Regions from separate parts of the Muntiacus reevesi genome. Here region 2 is linked to region 1. A link is a contact called in public Hi-C data. All regions are on one chromosome and are shown on one strand. The core of a region is the stretch at or near the end of the contact, and the rest is flanking DNA. Distances in the headings are between cores, read along the strand shown. Region 1 holds the start of DENND5A (DENN domain containing 5A). Region 2 holds the start of ZNF143 (zinc finger protein 143).

The links. Hi-C and Micro-C count contacts between places; a contact is called where the count stands out from the background.
Region 2: a contact with region 1 is called in a Hi-C map of blood, with 2.2 times the contacts expected there. The contact joins the promoter of ZNF143 here to the promoter of DENND5A in region 1. A contact is called at or near these places in 2 of 3 Hi-C or Micro-C datasets (blood and muscle).

Annotation. Positions count from the first base shown.
Region 1 is chr9:49,046,690-49,052,222 of mMunRee1.1, forward strand. It overlaps DENND5A (DENN domain containing 5A), which reads right to left and starts at 2,725. Exons shown (of 23, transcript XM_065943755.1): 1 at 2,489-2,725. The coding sequence starts at 2,600.
Region 2 is chr9:49,231,199-49,236,731 of mMunRee1.1, forward strand. ZNF143 (zinc finger protein 143) reads left to right here and starts at 2,069. Exons shown (of 16, transcript XM_065945116.1): 1 at 2,069-2,150.

The DNA.
Region 1 (5,533 bases), core at 1,475-3,974:
TATTGCTGCAAACAGAAAAGAAGGAATCTTAAACTTTCTCCATAAAGCCAGAAGAAGACAGCATCTTTGATCTGTTTGTTCTGGATTCACTTACTAAGAATATAGAATCTATCTGAGGTATATAATTTAATTTGTTTGAAGAGAACATAGACTCCTTAGTACCTCCCTAGGGAATCTGGGTGCAACTCACAATTTCCTATAGTTTCATTTACTATGACATCATCAGTTTGGGAGCTATAAGGCAGAGAGAAAATGCACCCTGGAGAGCTTCAAGACTGACCAGCATAGAGCTATTCGTATTGTTTTGTTTTCCTTAAAGATTCCCTCTGGGGTCCAGATTCCCCCTATCAACCTACCAGAAATGAAATGAAGAAAAAAAAGAAATCCTTCAATCAGTGCTTATTCTAGCAAAGGCGACCTACTGAATAAACAGTCTTGGCATTCCACTACTGCAACCATATTTAAAAAGAAAAATACCCTTCTTTACACATTTTATACATCTCATCCCCCTCTTTAATATCTCAATAAGCTTTCACAAGGATATAATTTTAGCTTCCTGAAAAGCCAGATAATTAACAGATATTCACTAAAAGAGAATTAGCACTTTTGAGAGTCTACTTGATAAGACACTTTTTATTTACATTCTCTTTTTTAGAGATGAGGACCCCAGCAGTTATATAACTTGGCCTCCAGTCACAGAGACAGTCAATAGCAGAGTGAGAATGTTTAACCCCAAAACCCATGTTCTCACTAACAAATCAAATCATTCCCAGTTCCACTCATAAGCTTTATCATCTGCAAATCATTTTCTTTATTTTTGAAAATCAAACAGACACTCAAAAGCACAGCATAAAATTAACACTGGTTTATTTCATCAATTTAAAATTTCTTTTACTGAGGAGAACTGTGTCATTTTAAGTCTTTTTGTCAACATGTTAACATGTAGAAAACATGTCAACATGTTTTCTAAAAACCCAGCCAAGCAATGAAATGCAGTTTATGGCACAAGAGGGACACTGGATCAAAGTGAGGCAATTTATTGTCCTTCCTGGGCTCATTTTCTTCTCTGAGGTCCTTCCAGCTCCAGTACCATGAACTGAATTCCAACAACTATATCTCAAAGTCATAAATTTAACCAATAGGAAACACAAATGAAAAATCAGCATCAGATTACAGGAATTCAAAGACCTAAAAAAGAAAACTTAAAACTACCCCAACAATAGACCAAGAATTAATCAGACCAAGTATTAATTGTATTACTGCTTCACGATTTTTTTCTCCACCTGCTATTAATTTGAGGAAGTAGTGTATTTGCTCTGACCTTGTTAAAGGTCATCAGTTTATCATTTTTTAAAAAGACAGTCCATTTTGATGTATGCATCTAATTTTTTTTCATAAGAAACACTGAAATTTTTCTGGGGGGGGGGGGACACACAAAACTTGTCCTGTCATCTCTGAAGCAAAGGAAAATTAGTCAACAGGATATTCGCTTTCAGGAGAAAAACTTTACAGTAAACACATCACGACAGAACAGTAAAAAGGAATATCTCTCATCAAAGCAGGATGACACAACAAACCTCCACCTACATAAAACCTGCAAACTGGACACTCCAGACGAAAACTTTTCCAAAACCAATGACGGTGCAGTGGAATTCGCGGGGACTTTACAACTCTGACACCGGTGCAGTGGAATTCACGGGATTTTACAATTCTGACAATTAGTGCCAGATATGATCTGGGCCTTATCTTCACTTCCCCACCACTTCCCGTTGAAAGATGACTTGAGAAGCATCACTACGCAACCCAGGCTCTCTAACTAGGCTGCTGCCCTTTTATTCACCAATGACGCTGGTCTCATAAAGGACATAAATTATTTTCAATTAAAAAAAAAAAAAAAAAAAAAAACGGTACGGCCCCGGGTTACGAACCCTTTCCAGAACGAAGAGAGTTCTCTCCCTCCTTGGTGTGGCCCAAGTTCACTTTATTACTTCACGTCCCATCAACTCAGGGGGCCTAGCCCAGGGCTGGGTTAGAACTGTTTTGAGGAACTGCGATCACAGGTTTCTTGGGAGGAGGCCAAATAAAACTCACGAAGTTTTTGTTTTCCTTTTTCTTTTTTTTTTTAAAGTCTGGGTGGAACTTACTTTCACCAGGAGTGGGATGCCTTTTCCCCTCCCTAACGGGTGTTCAAGAACAAGTTTCCCTTTTATTTTACACTAAGTCACTCAACCTTCACCGAACTGAGAACACAATCCTTCCCTCCTCATCCGAGAGGACCTGGCCACAAGCACAGCGGGAAGCAGGGACCGTTGGGACCCGTTACGGCTCAGAGCCCCTCTGCCCGTTTCCCCTCCTCAGCCCGACGCCCCGTTCCCCGCGCTCGCCCCTCGCCCGCCTCCCGGGACAAAGCCAGGGTGGGGGAGGATTTATCGGGGTCCCCGGCGGCCGCGGGCGCGGGGAAGCGGCCCCGGACTCAGCGCGCACTCACCCGACAGCTCGTCCGGCTCCAGCCCGGTCTCGGTGTCCAGCCCGCAGATGACAAAGTAGTCGGCGAAGCGACTGGGCGCCGAGCCCCCTCCGCCGCCGCCGCCGCCGCTCATGGCGCCGGGGCCGAGCCGGGCCGGGCCGTGCGGAGCGTCGAGCCCCCGCACCCGGGCTCCCGCCCGCCCTCAAGCCGCCCCTCCCGCCGCCGCCGCTACCGCGGCTCCGGCCGCCGCCCCCGGCCTTGGCCCGGTCCCCGCGGCCGCCGCGGCTGCCGTGACGGGGCAGGGGGGCACCGGGCCGCCCCGCGCCGCATCCTGGACTCCTTCCCCTCCGCTTCGCTGCCGCTGTTGCCAGCCGAGAGCGCGGCGGCCGGAGCGAGCGCCGAGAAGGGCGAAAAGCGCTGAGGAGAGCCCCCACCAAGGCTCCCTCCAGCCGCGCCTGCGCAGGCGCCGTTGGGGAGGGGGAGGGCTCCTCGCGGAAAGGATGACGTGATGCTCTTCTGGCCTAGCGGGCCGCAGCTTCCCAGGCGGTCGCCGCAGCGCGGCAGGCAACTGCTGGATCGCCTGCATCCGCCACCCCCCCGGGGCTGCGACTCCGTTACGAAGGGCAGCGGAGGTGCGGGATGAGTGGACGCATCCTTCAGAGCCTGGCCCCTGGCCCATGCTCCGCCCCCACCCCCGCCTCCCACTAAAGGTCCGAAGATCTCCCTAGCTGGACTCTGTCTCCGAAATAGGTCTTAAGATTGAGCTAGGAAGCCCAGCTCATCCTCATTCTAGGAAGCCCACCGGCCTAAACCGCAGATAGCCTTTTCTTCAGCACCGCTCCCTGACGTCCATGGCTGGCTTTCTCTCGAGTAGAGCTGGGGATGTCTCCTCTTTTGCCAGAGGTGATCAGCCCGCTCTGTATTTACCCTTGGCTTATAAATAAGGAAACTAAGGCTCAGAAAAAAGCGAGGCCTTTCCCCATGGTTACATAAACTCTGCAAGACAAAGCCTGGAGTTGAATCCTGGGCTTGAGATCAGTCCCTGCCCTCTCACCCCCACTCCATGCACATGGCTTTTCTCTTGCACATGGCTGTGCCTTTCTCTCTCCTAGAGTCTCCGGAGGCCCCTGTCACTGCGAGCTCCCCTTCTGCTTCTGACAATTCTTAGTTCCATCCCTGAGCGAGTTCTCCTGAGAGAAGTGGGGGACCAGGAGAGAAACTTGCTTCCTGGTACTTGGATTGGGACCCTCCGATTTGATTTCCCACAGAATCTAAGCAGAAAACTGGAGATCAGAAATCAAGAAGGCAATGTGCATAGTAGTTACTTCTAGTAGGCTCTAGAAACAGAGTGCTCAGATTCGAAACTTGACTTTATTATTTACTGTGTGACCTTGGGCAGTTTCCAGGTGCCCGCAGTCATCTTTCTTGTGATTACATAAGATGAATGCTCATACAGGTTAAGTGATCAGAATAGTGTCTGAAAGTAGAAGGCACTCAATAAATATTAGAGATTATATTATTATTCCAACAAGAGGTGTGCCTAGGGTCTGCTCTGACAGGCTGCTGCTAAAGGCCTGAGAAGGCAGCTGGCTTCCACAAAGCCCTGAGTTCTCTCCTGGGTACCACTCTCAAGTATTGGTTCCCGCAGGGAGGCTGACTTGGAGGTCACAGCCGATGTCACTTGAAACCATAGCACCTGATCCTCTTTGTATGTAACCTGCCTGAACCAGTAAGAAAAAAAGTGCAGAAAAGGTAGCTTTACAAAGTGCATTGAGGGAGGTGCCTCATCCTGTCTTGCATGCTGGGGACACAGAGACAGGAGAGGAGGCTCAGAGAGCTAAATGGTTACAATGCCTGGAAAGGGGGCATCCTTCCAGGATGGGTGATGGTCAGGGAAGGCTTCCAGGAGGAGATATAATCCGACCTGAGTTCCAAAGGATCAAAAGAAATATATCAAGTAAAACAGGGAGGGAAAGATGTTTCAGACAGCATGTGCAACAACACACAGGGAGTGACAGGTTAAAATGGTTACATAGGAGCAACAAGATAATTCATTTCTCTGGAAGACAGAGAATTAAAAGATGAAACCAGGGAGAGAGAAGAGGGACAAAGCAGGAAAGGCTTCAAATGCCAGGCTAAAGAATTTACCCTGTGTCAGAGGAATGGTAACCTGGAGGAATTTAAGCTGAGGAGTGACAAGATCTGATTTACATCTTAGAATGATCACTCTGGGAGTTATGTGGAAGAAGAGACTTTAAAAAGGGCTTGATTATTCTCAGTTTGAAGTCTAGAAACTTTTTATCCAATGTGTCCAGGGTGATCAGGTGCTAGGAGACCTCTCACACTAACTGAACTCATAAAACAAGTTAGAAACAAAAGACTGTATTAATTTGCCCTGGGAAATGTAACTGCTCAGAGGCCCCGAATATTCAACTGTAAAGTGATCTCTTTCCAGTAGGAAATATGTTTGGCAGAGTGATTGCTTCTTCCAGATTCAGAGGAAAACAACAGAGCTACATGCTCTTAAGTTTTAGATTAAATCCTCACTTCCACTCTTGGTAGTTATGTGAGCAGAGGTACATCAGTTAACTTCTCTGAAATGGGAATAATCATTCTTACCCCCACAAGATTGTTTTCAAGATTCTTAATTTTTTTTAATGAATGAAGAAAGGAATTTAAATATCTGGAACATAATATACTCTTTTGTTCTTAAGCCAATGTTTCTTTTTAATATTTATTTATGTATTTGGCTGCACTGGGTCTTAGTCATGGCATACAGGATCTTCGTTGTGACACGTAGGCTCAGTAGTTGTGGCTCGGGCTTAGTTGCTCCATGGCATGTGTGATCTTAGTTCCCTGATCAGGGATCCAACCCATGTCCCCTGCACTGCAAGATGGATTCTTAACCACTGGACCACCAGGGAAGTCTCCACAACATACTCTTAATAAGCGGCAACTTGGGGCATCCATTTCAGCACTGAGGATCTGAGAGAGAGCAAGTCGACGTCTGAGGGAAGATAAATACAGGAAATACTCCTGGGCTTCTCTGGTGACTCAGATGGGAAA
Region 2 (5,533 bases), core at 819-3,318, 180 kb after region 1:
GGTGAAAAGGTTCAGCTTTGTGGAACAGCATGGACTAACAATGATTGGCAGTTAAATGTTTTCAAGCCATTAATTTGTAACATTGTAATAAGATATGAAGAATAGGAGGTGATTTAGGGAAAATCTGGATTATGGATAGCCCTAAACATTAGGACATTGGAACTCCGATCTGTAGTCAGTGGTAAACATTGTAACACAAAGTTCTATTATCTGTGACAATATCATTAATGTATCTTTGCCAATTAAAGTAGAATTATAGCATCCTATTCACCATTATCATTCAATGTTTACAACCACTTAGGTCCTAAGGATAGAAAGATGTCCTGTAACCAAGATCCACAATTACAGGGTGATTTTTAACTTCCTTTTGAGATTCTGTATAACAGTGTTTTAAAGACTAAAGGTTAATGACAGTAATAAATAACTAAATTCCATAAAAATATTTTGATTCTTTTAATAACATTTCTGATTACAAAATATAGATGTAACATCTGGAAGGGACAGAAAGTATAAATTAGAACACTTGTCATCTGAACCCTCTACTCTGTGAAAAAAGGAGTCTATCCATTGGGAACAAGACTTTGGAATGAGCCAATTCCTCCAGTTTCAAGCAACTTAATCCAATCTAATGTGTCCCATTTTTTATTCTTATAATGGAATAAAAGTAACTACTTTAAACTTCTAAAGATCTGTATTCAAACGACACTCGAAAGTCTTCCTTCCAATGGCTTTGGGGCACCAATTAGGCAGCTATACCTTGGTTAGGTCAGTCTGCCCCTCACACTCTCTACCAAAAACAAGGCTACGCTAAAATCTCAAACTAGACTCAAGTATAAATAAAAACACTAATTATCCTGAGGCCAGTCCATAATCACCCGAAAGACACTAAATCAAACTATCCAGCTTTCTCCAATTTTTGTAAGCATTACACAAATCTCTAAGTTACAGCGGGACAATCCTCTTCATTCTTAGTAACTCAAATCTACACTTGGAACGCCCGATTTAACAAATCTTGAGTCTACACACTTTATCTCATCTTTACTCAGCTTCGTTGCCAAAGCACATGAATACATACTGAATACTCCTCAAATGAGGCTTGTATTTCCAATAGATTAAAAAAGTTTGGGTTAAGAGCTACGAGAAACATTACCTAAACTTCACAACTAACTTGTATCTAATCATAATAGGTACAAGGAGACCCACTCAATGCTTTCCCGACCCTTTTTTACTTTAATTCGCGACACACACAAGAGGGAAAGTAAAAAAGAAGTTAGCCGACACCATTAGAGACGACTTCAAAATTTGAACTTAATCAACATGAAAGCGCAAAGCATCCGCAATGTCTCCCAGCAGAGTCCAAGACCACCGCCTCCTAGGCGAGCTTCGCCTGAGCTTCCGCTGAGGCAGGAGGTTCATCCTCCTACCATTGATGATACCCCGACGACTGGAAAAGGAAAGGTAGTCTTGGCAGCCAATGACAAGGATACGGCAGCTCTCAAAAACCAGAACCTCCATCCAAGAGCAAAGGCCTCAGCTGGCACCAACAGCCCCCAGGGAACTGTGAGCCGTCGCATCCCACCCCACCGACGGGGCAACACTCAGCAATTGCTAAGCAAAGCGCAACCGATCTCCAGAACGCGCCCCAGCAAGCCCACCGAGAGAGCCAAGGCCACCTCCTAGCCCCTGTGGGGAAAATGGCGCCTCTCAACTCTTCTCCCTCCCGGCTAGTCACAAGGACCACCCTCCCTCCCTCGCTACAAAATGGCGCCTCCTGCTGGGGCCCCAGAATAGGCATAATTCACTTGTCGGCGAGGCGTTGTCGCGCTGGGATGAGCGGTTCTGTCAACCAGTCAGAAGCAGGAACTTTGGTTCCGCACTTTGGGTAAGCCACTCAGCCGCTGACTGTAAGGCCAGGCGAGGCTGACGTCAGGTAAGGGGGCGCGGATAAGGCCGTCTTCTTTCGCGTCGCCTAAATTTGATCCAATGGCAAGCAGGAAGCGTCCAGTGAGTGACGTAATGACAGCCCAATGGAGGCTGGAGGCGGGCCTCAGAGCTACTATGCGGGTTGCGGGGCTTGGGGGCCGGGCGGCTGTTTCCTGTCCTGGTGCATGGTGGTCGGACGAAGGAATTGTTGGAAAATTTTCTCGGAGGTTCGTATATAAATGTGTTTTTACCCAGTGTGCATTATTCTCCGCCCGGCCGCCGCCCTCAGCGCGGCGGCGCGGGGCCGCTTGGGCCCGGGCTCTGGCTCCGGCTGCTCAACCTCCACTTCAGGCCTTGCCGATCTTACGGCCGGCCGCGGTAGTTGCGTCTGGGCAGAAGCGGAGTTTATTAATAACCCGCGGCCGCCACTCTGGGGCGGCGGAGCTTTTCTCTCTGAGGACGCAAACCACCCCCCCTCCTCCAAGTCTCGTCGCGTAGCGCCCCGCCTGTTCCCCTCTGGGGACCGCCGAGGGGAGGGAGTGAAAGAGGGGAGGGTGGAGCCCTCGGGAGCCTGGCGGCGCTTCTCGGCTTGACCTCCGCGCGGAGCGAGTCCCCAGGCGCCGCCGCGGCGAAGCTCCTCGGGCTGGGACGCTGGGCCCTGGTCAGCACCAGGCCCCGGCTGGCGTGCCGGTGGCAGAACTGGCCGAGGGCCCGATTGGGATCCCGCCTGCAGATTGCCCCCATTATTTCCTCCCTCTCAGACCATGCACACCTTTCTTGTTTCCCTCACTTGGAAAAAAAAAAAAGATTGGGGTCGTTGAGCCTAATATCGAATATTGGAAATAACTGATTTTATCATTCTGTTTTCTCGATTTTGGTGAAAAGAGTGAACGAATCCTTTCGTTGCTTTGTAACATTGTGGGACGTCCATCAATATTCTCTCCCCTTTTGCTTTTTTTTTTTTAACATTGTTTACTCATTAAAGAAGTTAAGTAAAAAGTGATAAAATGATTGCCAAACTGATTTTAAGATCAATTTAAGCTTTTGGAAGCGTGTCTGTAGTCAGCTGGTATAATCTAGTTGGAGATGTGAAAAATTGTAACTTCGAGGTTGTCGCCTTTGTCCTGAATCTTAGTAGATGCTGTAAGAGTGCAGTAGTTTTGTTGTAAAAAATCTGTGCAATATTTAATATTTTCCCTTGTTGGTCGCATAGTTTCAGTTGGTTATTAAGTGTTTAGTAAGAGACTTAGTAATGAAATCATCCAAAAGTTTCAGTAAGATAGTAACGAATTTTCCCCGTGTATTTAGATTACTTTGGAAATTGTTCAGTGTACAAATATTTTACCCATTTTTTCCATAGCCACCTTTTAGTTTTTAAAAATAACAGCTTTATTGATAGAGTATACAGACCTTTACAAATCACCCCGTTAAAGTATGTAATTAGGTAGGTTTAATGTTTTCACGGAGTTGTGCAACCATTACCAAAATTTTAAAACATGTTCACCGGCAAGAAACTCAGTACCCACTAGGTTTCTCCCGATTTCCCCATGATACACCTCTTTCCCCAACCACTAATCTACAAGTTAGTCTGTTCCCAGTGTTTCATAAAAATTGAATCACACAGTATGTGGGTTGTTGTGACTGGGTTCTTTCACTTAGCATGTTTGCAAGGTTCATTCATGTTAGAGCATGTATGAGTACTTCATTTCTTTTTGTTGCCAAATATTTCGTTGTTTGGACTAACGCCTTTTATTTATCCGTTCATCTGTTGATGTGGACTTTCAGGTTGCTTCTGTCTTGGCTGTTATGCATAATGTTGCTATAAACAATCACATTTATTTATTACTTATCTATTCATTTGGCTCCTCTGGGTCTTAGTTGTGGCATGTGCAATCTTTCAGTTACATCATGAACATGTGGAATTGATTTCTCAGACCAGGGAGCTAACCAGGGCCCCCATCATTGTGGGTGTGGAGTCTTAGCCAGTGGACCACCACGAAGTCCCCTCTACTGTTAGTTTAGTTGTTATTAAATATAATGTAGGTACAGTTTATGATCACTTGAGGACAACTTTCTTGAGTCCTGATGTTCTTATCATTACTTAATTTTGAAGTTCTTATATAGTTTTTGTTTTTATATATGTATTAAGTTATTTATTTGGCTGCCCTGGCCTTAGTTGCAGCATGTGGGATCTAGTTTCCCTATCAGGGATCAAACCCAGGGCCCCTGCATTGGGAACTCAGAGTCAGCCTCTGTACTACTAGGGCAGCCCTTGTTTTTATTTTTAATTCGAGAATTTTACCCAGTTCTTAGTCTTTTTGCTCTTGGCTTTATTTCAGGACATAGTGATTATTTAAAGAGTTGAGTTGTTTGTGTCATTGCTGATTTCTATGCTTAATTTGCATTTTAAGGGGTAGCTTTTGTAAGACAGTGTATTGTATTATCAAAATGATCTTGTTGTTAAGATGGATCTATACTGAAAATCTCCCTCCCTCTCATAGAAATAAAAAGTTGACAACAGAGATACACCTTTTTTCAGTTTCCCATAAATTTAATCCTATTTTAAAACAGTGCCACTGTGGGAACTCTGTACTCTGTGGAAATAACTCATCCATTAATGTGTAGACATAGGCATTTAACTCTAAACTGCATTTTTTTTGTACCTAAAATACCACTTTATAGAAATTCCTTGGTGATCCAGTGATTAGGCCTTGGTACTTTCACTGCTAGGGGGCCTGAGTTCAATTCTTGATTTCTGGAACTAAGATTCCACATGTGGCAGCTCTACCAAAATAAATAAGTAAATATGTTTTTTTTTAAGTCAATTATTTAAAATAACCTTTAGAAATTATTTTTTATCTTCTTTTTGAGGGAAAAAAATTTTCATAGGGATAAGGAAATTTTTTCTTTTTTTAAATTGGAGGTATAGTTGATTTACATTTTACTTGTTTAGAGTGTGTAACAGTGATTCAGCATTTTTATAGATTGAAATTTTTTATTTTTAGCTTTAAAAAAAGTTTTTAGTGGAGGAACCTTGAAAACATTATTTAGTTTAAGTGAAAAAAGACAGTCGTGAAAGACCATATACTATGATTCCATTTATACGAAGTGTCCAGAATAAGCAAATCTGTAGAAATAGAAAGTAGATTGGTGGTTACCTGTGGGTTTGGGAAGGGGGAGATAGGCTTTTCTTTTGCTGGTGATAAAAATATTCTGAATTCAGGTTTTGGTAATGTTTGTATACTCTAAATATACTAAAGTCCTTGACTTGTACACCTTAAATGGATAAATTTTATGGTATGTGAATTGTATCTCAGTAAAGGTATTTTCAAAAAGGAAAATTATGAACAAGAGGAAAGTTTCTCTTGAATAACACATCTCTGAAACTTTTTTTTGTTTTTTTCCTCTGGCAATACCACTTGACGGAAATTCCCTAGCAGTCCAGTGGTTAGGTCTCAATTCTTTCACTGCCTGGGAGCCTGAGTTCAGTCCCTGGTCAGAAAACCAAGATCATGCTTGTAGTAGGTGAAAATAGTGAATAAGACAGAGACATTTAGCTTCTCATTTAGCTTTAAACTACTGATAAGCAGCTTAGTTGCTCAGTCATGTC